3 separate regions of the Mus musculus genome follow, and regions 2 and 3 are each linked to region 1. The links are chromatin contacts, called in public Hi-C and Micro-C maps. All regions are on one chromosome and are shown on one strand. The core of a region is the stretch at or near the end of the contact, and the rest is flanking DNA. Distances in the headings are between cores, read along the strand shown.

Region 1 (4,006 bases), core at 982-3,481:
ACACACAATTATAAACTGTCCAAATCCATTCTTGAATTTAGACAGAGCACTTTACACAGTTCAGAACTGTCCCAACTGCACTGTTTAAACTGCCGAAGGGACAGAAACTACAAATGTTTCACAAGTTGCTTAACTAGGTGGCATCCAGTGTTTCCTACAGGCCAAGAAAATGGAAAATTATGGTTACCTAGGGTTACAATTGTCTAACAGTATTGTCCACTTTTAGGGTGATATACAACTCTCTCAGAACACTCCTGCTGTACCACACAGAATGCAAGACCTTTGCAAGGGACAGGGAGGACAAAGTGCGAACTGGGACCAGTTCACCAGGTCTCAATGCCTGAGACCAGAGCAGGTGCTGTACAGGAGCAGCGATGACACCCTGCAAACTTCCCACCTTCCTATGCTATGGGACTATTTACTGAAGTCCTGAGAAAGTATTTGAGGGAACACATTAAAGTCTACAGTCAGATCTCTGGGAAGGACAACTCATGGTTGGGGTGGGGGTGGGTTGGCCAGGGAACTTTTTAAAGGGCTCTGCTTCTTTGTCTATAACTTGGATTCAATTGGCTTTAATCTGTTCAAGGCACGTGTGGGGAGGCTGACATCTGCTAGAAAGAATATCTGAGAGTAGAACACTATTTCTCTTGGATAGTTAGTTCTTAGTGGGAGACACAGGGACAGGCAGCCTGCAGAAAGAACATGGCTATGTCCTGGCTCCAAGGAGAAGCCCTAGAAGAGGGATTGAGTCTTCCAGGGCCCCTGCTGAGCCATCAGTGAGTCTGACACCTTAGCTAGATAGAGGAGAGGATTTGAACCTTTCGGGGGAGGGGAGCCCTTTCCATATGTGCACTGGGACAGGAGTTTGTGTGGATATTAGAAAAGGCTAAGTCGGTCTCTTTGAAGCGGATGCAGCGTCACGGGCACCGCAGAGGGCGGCAAAAAAGCCTTGGCTTCACATCCAAGTAAGAGCATCTCCTTTGAGGGACAGCCGGGAGCCCAGTCAATGCGGGGTTGTGCGTACACAGGCTAACATTTTGGGTTCCTCAACTGGGTAGGTTTGGACCTAAGTCTGCAGAGAATGAGAGATGGAGCACAGAGCAGAGGCGACCGAGGTCAGAAGAAAAAGGTTCACAAGAAGAACGCGGGGACGCGGCGGTCGTGGCCCTTACCTTGCTGACCACGTTTTGGATGAGACCAGTGCGGATGCCGTAGTCCCACGCGTGGCAGTCGCAATTTGAGTCGTTGTTCCCCTTGCCTGGAGGGGATGGGAGGGGTGGTGTGTCGCTGCTGTTGCTTCGGTTGCTCGTGGTCCCCCAGGAGGCAGTGGAGAAGGGGGTGGCCGAGGGGCTGGTCCAATTGCCCATGTCACCCCATCGGCCGGTGACAGTGGCACCCGCCAGCTCGGTGCCTTTGCCGGCCCCGCGGCACCAGAAATCGGGCTGGTCCAGAAGGAAGGAGTCCGAGAACTGGCTGAAGCCAATGAACAGTGCCGGGATCCAGGTGAGCACCACCAGGGTCTTCTGGTAGCCGCCGCCCAGGCCCCCGAGGAAGGGCAGCACGGAGCCATCGTAGTCCAGCAACAGGAGGCTCGGGGCGGCTGTCGCCGCGCAGCAGCTCGAGTGCGGGCCGCCGCTGGGGTGCAGCGCAGGCAGTGGCTGGATCTCCGCGCTGCTGCCGGAGCCCGCGCGCCCTCCGAGGGGCGCCGAGGCCGCCGCGTCCCCGGGCGGCAGGGAGCCGTTCTCCTCCGCCGGGGCCGGCTGCCGCCCGGCACCACTACCCGCCGCCTCACGCCGCCGGTCTATCGCCATGGCCAGGGCCCGCGGCTCCCGCAGAGGCGCATAGAGCGCGGCGGAGCTCGGCGGGCGCCCGGGCACAGCGCCGCCGCCGAGGAGGAGGGCCCGCGGCCGGAGAGAGTGCTCCGGGCCCGGCGAGTCAGGCCACCCCCATGTCACCCGCGCACCCCCGTGCCCTGGGCGCCGGGCAGAAACCGTTCGAGTCCTCAGCCGCCGCGGCTCATCCGCGCCGCGGCCCGGGCGCCCGCCTAGCTACGAGGCTCTCCGCTGATGCGCGCCGGCCGGGGAGGAGGAGGAGCCGGACCCGCGCCCTTGTCGCGACTCGGGGCCCTGCGGGCACCGGTGCGCGTTGTGCTGGGGCCGCCGGCGGCCGCGGGTTGGGAGATCCTCCACGGACTTCGGGCGCTCCCGGAAGCCGCAAGCTCGCAGCCAGCCTGCGGAGCCGGCCGCGCTCTCGGCTCACCGAGCCGGCCTCCGCCTCCCGCCCCGGCCCGCCCCCTCTCCCCCCGCCGAGGTGGAGGTAACCGCGGCACCTGCTGCGCCGCTCCTGCGCACGAGCGCCCCCTCCAGCCGGGCCGTGTCGCCACCGCCCGGACAGACGCAGGGGCGGGGAGAGGGACACCCGGGCCGCTGCAAGATCCCTGGTGGTCTCTGGGCGCGGGGGACGGGGGTCACCAAGGAGTCTGCACTGGCTGGGAGTGAGAGGACAGTGTCGTCTGCCAGTCTCAAGTCCCACAGCCGCAAGGGACCTCGCCCCGGGCACACCGGCTCTCCGTGACCTCTGTTCGTTTCCGAGGTGCCTGGCGGCTGGCACCCCACTCCTGGTCTTGAGCCCAAGGGTTGCCTGTCTTCCAGAACAACCTTCTGTTCTTCTTCCAGACTCAAATAAGGCAGCTTTTTATGGTCACGGAGCTGGGGCAAGGAGGCATGTTTGCCAATTTTAGGATGACAGCCCCTTACAACGCTGGGTCACACACGACCTACTGCAGCACCCGCCCCAAATCGCCATTTCTTTCTGTGCTCCAGAATGAATGTCAAATAAACACAACTCTAGAAGGCTAGACCTTCAACAGAAGCCACACACTCGATACAAACGTGAATGAGGGCGGCCTGCCCCACCCCCTCCCCAAGGTCTCGGAATCACAATTCCTATGCTCTGCGCACAGGCGCGCACACATCTACACCTCACAGGAGATCCAAATGCTCTTGGCACTCCAGACTCCAGAGCCAGCCTTGCCCAGCTAGCACTATATAAATAACACCAGCCCTGCGGCAAACGGCCGCATTAGCATATCTTCTCCTGCGTGCCAGGCCTGACACCAGTGAGAATTATGCGGCTTTCATCTTAGCCTCACTACATTCTCGAGACATTTCATATTCTGAGAAGTTTATTAATGGAATTAATGGAAATCTTAAATGGAGCAATCTATCTCTAGTCTTATTTAGCACAGGGGAAGGAAGCTCGCGTTCTTTTCCCAAAAGCATATCCTGCGAGTACATGTATGGAATGCGTTCTTTAAGCATCTCCGTTATTTTCTCAGCTGCATGTTGTATAATTTAGTGGGAGACTTTTTTTTTTTAAGCATGCAGCTCAATGTTCCAGTCAACATGTACTTACTGCTGAAATTCTGACACGTGGAGAGAACTATTTCTGAAGACTGCCAGAGAGCTGGACTTTGGGGAACCCAACTGTGAATTTTCCTGAGTGGCTGGGAAGGGGAGATTAGATAACAATAGACGGAAGAGACACAGGCTGCAGAAGACACTAAAGGTCTGGGAAACCCAGTCTGGAAATTTAAGCACATTTAATGACATACTTGAGTGAGAATGTCATTATGAAACCCATCATGCAGTATAATGATTATAATCTAATAAAGTATTATTTTCAAAATCAGGAGTGACAGTGCAACCTGCCAATACATGTGATCTTCTCTTCCTCCTTCTCTTCCTCCCCCTCCCCTTCCCCCTCTACCCTCTTCCTCCACCTTCTTCTCCTAATTTCACTTTATTGGTTAGTTTAACTTTTCTTCCCCTCATCACTTGAAGAGCTAATCCTTGGGACGCGCTCACCCCACACCCCAACAGAACAGAGTCAGCATTCAATGAATGAATGTTAGATATTTATTACTGACTCCACCCTCTGCACACAACCTACATTTTCTTATCTGACTGAAATGTAACAAGCCAGGCTTTCTCTCATTCCCCTTCCG
Region 2 (4,006 bases), core at 971-3,470, 120 kb after region 1:
AGAATGTGAATTTTGAGAAGCCTAAACTACTCCCTTCTTGTACCTGAATCTTGTTGCTATCACTCTAATGGGTCACCCTGTCACACACGAGGTCGTGGAGCTATAACAACTCCCACTGGGCACTGCCTTCTAGATTGTCCTTGTCCTTTGCTCCTCTGGTCTGTGCCAGAACAGTCTGGTCAGTGTCATGTTGTTTCAGACAGTGTCTTGTAGCCTAAGATGCAGTATTTGCTGAGTCAGCCAGTTCTCTCTGCACCGTGCTATGCAACAAACACAGTCCTAGCATGCCATTCTTGGCTCTGTATGTTTCATCGCATGGCAACTGTCATGGACGCCACTACCCTGCACACAGATGTCTGCTGAAATGGCCTCCCTGCTGTCAACCTGCTATTCCAACTTGAGGAATTCTGGCAGCTTTCACTCCTCTGCCCTTACTTCCCACAAACCACTGCAGTGGACAGGGCACAGCGAGACTTTTCCATTTCCAGATGAGGAAAACACAGAAAGATGCAGGCATGCTTGTCTGCCATGAAATTCTGGCATTTTTCTATCTGTCCTGGCTGAGGACCAACAGTGTCAGAGACACTGTGTCCTGCCCAAGCCACAGGTGGCTCAGGTTGCTCTGCAGCTCTACTCACAGTCCCCAAGGGGTCATTGCCCTTTGATCTCTATCACATGGCTTACCTTGACCCATCTCAAGTCTGCAGCATTGGTGTTTGTCCAATACTCTGTGTTGACCATTCCCTGGGGACTTTGGCCTGCCCTGGCTAGCCCTCCATCCACAAATGCTAGTAATCAGGAAGTCAGCACAGTGTAGAGTGGGAGGTACCCGACCCTCCAAGCTCAGTTTTTGTTCTAGTTGCCAGACTATGTCAGTATGTTTCCCCAGCCATTAGTGTGCATGAGAATCCCCTGCAGGACTTGCTGGAGTTTCTGACCTGCTAGGTCTGAATTTGGACAGTTTCCAAGTGGTGACTCTATTGCAGCTGCTCTGTTTTAAATAACTGCATAAGCAGCCAGCCTGGCAGGGAGGCCCCCACTGTCTGTGACCAAGAGTTGAAGCTGGTCACCCCAGAATTCAGAACACAAAGATCCGTTCTGGGCCACAGAAAGTCTACCAGCTGCCTGAAAAAGACTGCCACTCACAGAGTAATGCCTTCTGGAAGAATTTGCTTGTTCTCAAGGTAGAGCCCTCCTCCCTGTGTCTAGATAAAGCAGAGATAGCAGGAGCTTTGGAAGCAGTCCTTGTCACAACCCTGCATTCATGATGTGATGTTTTTGTAACCTCCTTGACCACAGAACAGACCACTCATGAGGTTGCTGGGAGCTTCAGTCACATGCATCCAACCTCCCTAATAGCCTGGGTGGAGAACAATTGCAGAAGGTTTAAGGAGCATCAGCAACAAGGCCTTGGGTGTCTTTCTTTCGATCCCTGCCCTCTGGCCATGAAAGCAAAGAGGATTTTCTGGCAGACAGGAGAGAGAGAGAGAGGGAGAGAGAGAGAGAGAGAGAGAGAGAGAGAGAGAGAGAGAGAGAGAGAGAGAGAGCAAATTACAAAGACACGAGTTTTCTCTATGTTTCTCTCTGCTCTAAAAGGTTCCATCAAAACCCTTGACAGCTACTTGGGAGCAGGACACAGGACACAGGGCAGCCATACTCCCCAGCTTGCTGGGAGATGATTGGGAACATGAGACAGATGGGGTTTTAGATAACTGTTCCAACTGCAGACATTTCATTATTTCTTTGTGTTGGGAGCACTCAAAATCCTGTGAGACAGTCCAGCAGGTAAAGGTGTCTGCCTGGAGCCCGAGGACTTGAGGTGGATCACCAGGACCCACAGGGAGGAAGGAGAGAACTGACTCCTACACTTTACCCTCTGACCTCCACACATACACTAGAGCTTCCCATCTCTATCACATTCACAAAATGCACAGTAAAAAATGTCAGTGGACAAGTGATTAAAGTCATCTCTATCTCTCCTTGTCTCTCCATCTTTCCCCCTCTGTCTGTCTCTGTCTGTCTCTCTGTCTCTCTGTCTCTGTCTGTCTCTCTGTCTCTTTGTCCCTGTCTCTGTCTCTGTCTCTCTCTCTCTTTCTCTCTCTCTCTCTCTCTCTCTCCACCCTTGGTTGGAACTCTGATCATCAGTCTTAGCCATGAACCTCCCTTACACATTCAGTCACATCTCTGGCTGCCGGTTGTTTTGAAATACTCAAGTTAATTATTGTCAACCACTGTTGCAACTGAGTTCTAGTGGGCTGGACCTTACCCTCCACTCAGGTGATCTCCTTGTGTCTATGCTCTTTCCTTCCTTCCAATACCCTTACCAAGTCTTACGCACCGCTGTCCCATTCTATTTTCTTGATGTTCATCTGTCAGATTCCACATGTAGCTGGGAACATTCTTGTCTTTATGTGCCTGACTTATTTCACAGAATCATTTCGTTTTTAACAAATGGACACCAGGGCTGGGTTTTGGAAGGCCCTTCTCTGAGGACAGTTTGTCCACTACATCAGTGGGCATGTTGCCTCTGAGAAAGCACTACTGACCAGGAACCCATGCCCAAGGCAGCAGTCCTATTCAATACATACAAATCCCCCAACTATGTTAGATGTCTTGCCCCAAGAGATGTCATTGTGTCACTTTTGAAGACCAAATGATGTTTAATACATGGCAACTGGAGCTCTAGGGCAGCTCCAAAAGTCAGAAGGGGGTCTCAAGCCCTTGATAGCATGGAAGGAGATCTTTGCTTTGAAAAATGAGAGCTGGCCCCATAGAGTAGTCTCAACTTTTCATTAGCACAGAGGGGAAGCTCTTCAATGTCCTTCTAGAAGGACCGCCTTCCCCACTTCCTTTTGCTTCTCTTTGCATCCTAAATAGAGCCTTTTGATAAGCTGTAAATAAGAAAATTGGATATTGAGGTTTCTCTATGCGAATATCTGAGCATTTTATTTTTTTAAAATGTAGATGTGTCTGAAATTAATGGCGTAAATATCATGAGCAACATTTATTTATGTATTTATGTATTTATGTATTTATTTATTTATTGGCAAGTGTAATTCTAGGCATGTGATGTATAAATAAAAAGAATGTTGAGCCTCCCTCCTCAGCCAAGAGTTAGGCAGACAAGAAACAGGAACAAGAAGTACTGGGACAAATGAAACAGGTAGCACAAGGTATGGGGTTTGGAAAGGCTGTGGTGTGCGTGTGTGTGTGTGTTTGTGTGTGTGTGTTTGTGTGTGTGTATTTGTGTGTGTGTGCATACATGTGTATGCTCATGCCTCTGTGTGTGTGTGTGTGTGTGTGTGTGTGTGTGTGTGTGTGTATGTGTATCTGTCTGTCTGGGACAGGCTGTTGCTGAATATCCCCGAGTCTCAGGTCTTTCTGGAGAAGAATTGCTGGTGAGTCTTTGTAAGTCAGAGATAAGGGTTAGGTGCCAGAACATAGAGCAGAAATGTTCCTGTGGTTTTGGCGAACACGAGAAGAGGGCGAAGGCTAAAGGTGGAATTACAGGCCAAAAATGTAAATTAAAACCAACTGACACCTGGTAGTCTGAATTTCTTTCCCTCTGTCTCTCTTGGAGCCTGGAGCTGTATAACGGCAGTGACTGTCTTCCTAGAACCTTATCCTGTGCTGGAGAGGGAAGACATGGTGGCCAATGTTTGTGTGTGTGTGTGTGTGTGTGTGTGTGTGTGTGTGTGTGTGTGTGTGTGTGTGTAGGGGAAGGATATCTTTGTACATTCAGTGTGGATTTCTTGTGGTTCTGGGGCTAGGACCCAGAGCCCTGTGACTGCTAGCCAAGAACCCTACCACTAGGTTAAACCTCAACCTGATCTGATGTTGACATACACAGTCACCAGCTCTCTGGCCCCACCCCTGCTGAGTGGGAAGTTAGCCATGAGGAGTGTTGTGAGGGGTGCATGTTCTCTGGCTGTCCAGAGAACACAGCTGCTTTCTCCTGAATTATCCACAGCTCACAGAGGCACACATGTCAACACCATTAACAGCA
Region 3 (4,006 bases), core at 428-2,927, 95 kb after region 1:
TTGTTTGTTTGTTTGTTTTTATTACAGGAGACATCTTCCCCTTCAGGCCCAGCACAGTAGGATTTGAAAACAATCATCCTCACGGAGTCCTTTAGGGACACCGGTGGAGCCTGTTTAACACCTGTGACAGGTAGGAGAGCCCAAGAGGGGGCACACAGTGTTTGGAGTGAGGAGGCCTGGCCAGTTGTAACAACTTCTGTGGGAGTATACCTGGTCTTTCCTTCCTTCCTTCCTTCTTTCTTTCCTTCCTTCCTTCCTTCCTTCCTTCCTTCCTTCCTTCCTTCCTTCCTTCCTCCCTCTCTTTCTTAGGTAAGATTCTACTTTTTTTCTCTTTTATTATCTTAAAAAAATGAAATCTATATCCACATGGAAAGGAATTTTAGGAGCAGAATTCTGCCAATTTTGACAGCAAAATGCTGATAGAGAGCACATTATCTGCCTGCAGTTCTCTGGTCGCTGCTCTTTGCTTCCTGTATTCAGCATCAATCCGACGCTAGCACTGATTGGGTTGTTCTGTTTCTTAAGAAGACCAGAGACAGTCACTCTAAACAGCGGAAATGGAAATGGCTCAGTGGTTACGGGTGGGTTGGCTCCATAAGCTAGGCCTGGAATTCAGAACCCCAGAACTCACACAAATGCTGGGTGGGCAGTGGCCTGCCTGCGACTCCAGTCTAAGAGGGTGGACACAAGGGAGCCTTAGGATCTCTGGAGTTATATGACTGCATCAGTGAGCTATGGGTCTGATCGAGAGACCCTGATCCAATGAATAAGATAGAAAAGTGGTAGAGTACAGTTCCAGACATCCACCTGGGGCCTCCACATGCACATGTAATATATGTAATATCACACACACACACACACACACACACACACACAAAACAAAACAAAACAGCAAAGGGTGGGAGCCAGTTCTGCCTGTGAGGACCAGTGGGAACAGCAGAGAGAAGCTTCTGGGGATGATGTGTAGACAGGTTTAAGGTTCAGTGCAGCCTGGGAGTCTTGGCAGAACTTTTTGAGTATGAACTGGTTCACTCAAATAGAAAAAGAAACTGGCTGACTACTCCTTTGTGAAATCTTCATGCTATTCCATGGCGAATATTGGCCGACAGCTTGGCAGGATCTAGAATCTCGAGGCAAGCAAACCACTGGGCATGCTATGTCTATGAAAGATTTTCTGATTCTACATCAAGCCAACTGGGGGAAAGCCTGCCCTAATTGTGACTTGGCCACTCCATGGGCTGGGATCCCTAAGTAAGAGGAGAAAGCCGAGTGCCGGGATCCATCTCTCTGCTTCCACATGGATGTGTAGCTGTCTCACATTTCCACCACAATGGCCTGGGTTCTCTTGAACCGTAAGACAAAAATAAACCCTTCCTCCCTTAAGTCACATGGGTTGTCATCTTTTAAAGCAACAGAGAACAGCAGAGAAGACTTCCGAAAACTTCAGACAAGAGGGAAGAAAAGGATGAGCCTGGGGGGATGGGAAGAGACTGCTGCCTGGGGGGGGGGGGGAGGGGGGAGCTGTGGCCAGCCCTGACATGGGAGGTACCTGCGTTTTGAGGACTCAGAGCTATGGGAGGGCATGGTGTCCAGAAAGAACAGCTCAGGGGAGGATGGCAGCTGCCTGTGCCTTAAGTTCTCATCTTGGAGGTTGTAAAGGATTGCTTCCATTGTGGTCTGGCCTCCAGTCCAGATTTATTGAGGGAAGAAACATCACTTCCTCAAGTGCTTGAGGGTGTGGGACAAAGGGCTACTGAGGATTTGGAAAGGGAGTTATTTTAAGTATGTGGCTATTGAGTGGTGGTGCGGACCCTGTGTGTGTGTGTGTGTGTGTGTGTGTGTGTGTGTGTGTGTGTGTGTCAGGGGAGGACTTGGGCATTGGAAGGACTGTTTCTGTCATAGTGGATTAAACTTAATAGCAGCTTCACCCAGGAATTAAACATTTATTCCCCATAATACATTAGTACGTTCATTTACAAATGGAAAGGGAGTCATGAGGGAATTATGTAAATTTTGAGACCACTCAGTCAGATGTGTTGTCAGGAGGCTGGGGAGTCAAAACCTCCCCTGTGGTTTGGTACAGTCTACACCCTTGAAAACTCCACCCCAGCCCCCAATGGCTCCTCGCTGGAGCAGGCACACTGTTCGAAGTCTACCTCTGGTTATGCTTGCAGAAGTCATAACTGCAAGATTCCAATTTCCTAATTTCCACGTTGGTGAAATCTGCAGCTCCTGCTGCCTGTAACAGACTCTGCTTTCTCCGATCACTGAAAACACAGTGATGTTGGATTCTCCAGCCCCTCTGTCAGTGACCTTCGCCAACTCAGCCAAGCACAAAGATTTACATGGAGAGATGCTGTCAGCCTGCGGCAGCTTCTGAAGATTCATGGAGCAGTGAGTCTGCAGGTGCCTGGCCTCACTCCCCCCAGGTAAACCAAAGTCTCCCCTAGATAGGAGCAGTGAAGGGGACCCATTGATTTTTGTCTTAACAGCAAAAACAGATACTTGGAGTGTGGTGGAATCTCCAAGCTTCAGTGAGCCTTCATGCCTGTCCCCCCACCAAATAGAATATGTTACTAGGCTCAGCTGCTGCTGTTCAGAGAAGTGGGTGGGGTGGGGGGTGGGGTGGAAGTGTGTGTGGGGAGGCATGCTTGTCCATGTGTGCACCTGCAAAACAAAGCCTAAATGTGAAAACACCCTTATTCTTAAGAGACGGACCAAGTATGTTGCTCTGTTCACACAGAGGTATTGGGAAATTTAAGGCCCCAGGGGACAATAGAGCAACTGTCCATTTTCATGGACCAGGAACAAGAGCAGGCTAGGGCATGTGTGTGGGCATGTCAGTCTCTTCTTTGTTTGTTGTTCTTGCTGCTTCATGTCACAACCCTAACATCAAGCTTACAGTATTTTTGTTGTTTCTCTGCTGCTGCCTTTAGGGTCATTTGCTATGAAGAAGGTGATCACCAGATATTTGCTGAAGGGATCAACCCTGACTTTGTTATTTAATGGAAGAAATGTGCCAAGTGTGACACAATGGGAGGCTTAGATCTTTATTGCTAGTGACATCAAGTCTCTCAGAGGCCTCTGTAGCTGGACTGCTGGAGTCGTCTCTCTACACACTGTGGTGAGATAGAGAGGCTGGCAGAGGAGAGGACCAGGAAGCCTGGGCAGAAAAGTCAGTTCAAGGTCACATGTACTTCTTGCTGTGTGCATACAGGGACTTGCCTATGTGAGGTTCACTCCAAGGCCACTCCAACATGATGAAATATAACGGAATCCTGAACAAGATCAGAGACAAAAAAACAAAAACAAACAAAAACAAAAAACTCATAGGGAATGTATTAAAAGCACCACAAAATCAATCTCTCTCTCTCTCTCTCTCTCTCTCTCTCTGTGTGTGTGTGTGGTGTGTGTGTGTATGTGTGTGTGTGGGGGGGGTGAGGGGGTAGCTCCCACATAATCCACTTTGTGGTAGGGAGTCCCCAGCTCCGAAGAGCCTCTCAGCCTTGTTTGACTTATAAATGTTGGATCATTGTATACATATATGTAGCTGCTAGAGATTAAAAGATGTTCTGAAAATAAACAAATGTGCTTATTCCATTCTTTGGTCCACAACAGGTAGAAAGGAAGTGGAATTTTGCCCATGACAGACAGCAGGAGTGGAATAGAAACTTCTGCCAGAGGACATGTGGGAGAGTGGCTGTGAGATTCCTGCTTGTTAGATAGTCTGTCACAGTTGGTACACAAGCCAACTGAGGCCTGGGCATCCTTCTTAACTCTGTACTTAAGGTGACACAGGAGAAACCTTTTGTTTCTACTAAAAGGGATGGTTTTATTTTTTGCAAAAAAAAAAAAAAATCACAATTAGGCCTCTGATTGAATTGGAGACATAGTTCAACTTGCTGTTCCATGGTAATTTTTAAAAAATTAAATTGGATAAAATATTTAGATTTAGTATTTCTCATAATTTGAGATTAAATCTGCTTCCCCCTCCTCCCAAAGACAT

Evidence for each region. A called contact is a pair of places that touch in the nucleus more often than the background predicts.
Region 2: a Hi-C map of liver shows a contact between it and region 1, with 5 times the contacts expected there. The contact joins the enhancer-like site here to the promoter of Slc22a23 in region 1. A contact is called at or near these places in 7 of 39 promoter capture datasets (the 3T3-L1 cell line, 3T3-L1-derived adipocytes, hippocampal neurons and 2 more), 13 of 484 Hi-C or Micro-C datasets (the C2C12 cell line, the HL-1 cell line, cerebral cortex and 5 more), 8 of 115 datasets of contacts at active chromatin or transcription factors (embryonic stem cells, hepatocytes, kidney and 4 more) and 1 of 9 other capture datasets (adipose tissue).
Region 3: a contact with region 1 is called in a Micro-C map of trophoblast stem cells, with 4 times the contacts expected there. The contact joins the enhancer-like site here to the promoter of Slc22a23 in region 1. A contact is called at or near these places in 5 of 39 promoter capture datasets (the 3T3-L1 cell line, hippocampal neurons, liver and 1 more), 4 of 484 Hi-C or Micro-C datasets (the C2C12 cell line, epidermal suprabasal cells, liver and 1 more), 3 of 115 datasets of contacts at active chromatin or transcription factors (embryonic stem cells and neural progenitor cells) and 1 of 9 other capture datasets (adipose tissue).

The regions. Positions count from the first base shown.
Region 1 is chr13:34,342,987-34,346,992 of GRCm38.p6, forward strand. Slc22a23 (solute carrier family 22, member 23) reads right to left here and starts at 2,232. Exons shown (of 10, transcript NM_001382849.1): 1 at 1,173-2,232. The coding sequence starts at 1,811.
Region 2 is chr13:34,462,166-34,466,171 of GRCm38.p6, forward strand. The region is part of intron 2 of Gm40908 (a long non-coding RNA gene); the gene reads right to left. Among named protein-coding and RNA genes, the nearest start is that of Gm40908, 18 kb to the right of the region's middle. Within about 2 kb of position 2,221, at least 40 of the 459 cell types and tissues checked have an H3K27ac peak or open chromatin away from gene starts, as enhancers often do. A contact at or near this core is called in the C2C12 cell line, hepatocytes, kidney and 4 more, where this site is marked.
Region 3 is chr13:34,438,689-34,442,694 of GRCm38.p6, forward strand. No RefSeq gene overlaps it. Among named protein-coding and RNA genes, the nearest start is that of Gm40908, 41 kb to the right of the region's middle. Within about 2 kb of position 1,678, at least 11 of the 459 cell types and tissues checked have an H3K27ac peak or open chromatin away from gene starts, as enhancers often do. A contact at or near this core is called in trophoblast stem cells, where this site is marked.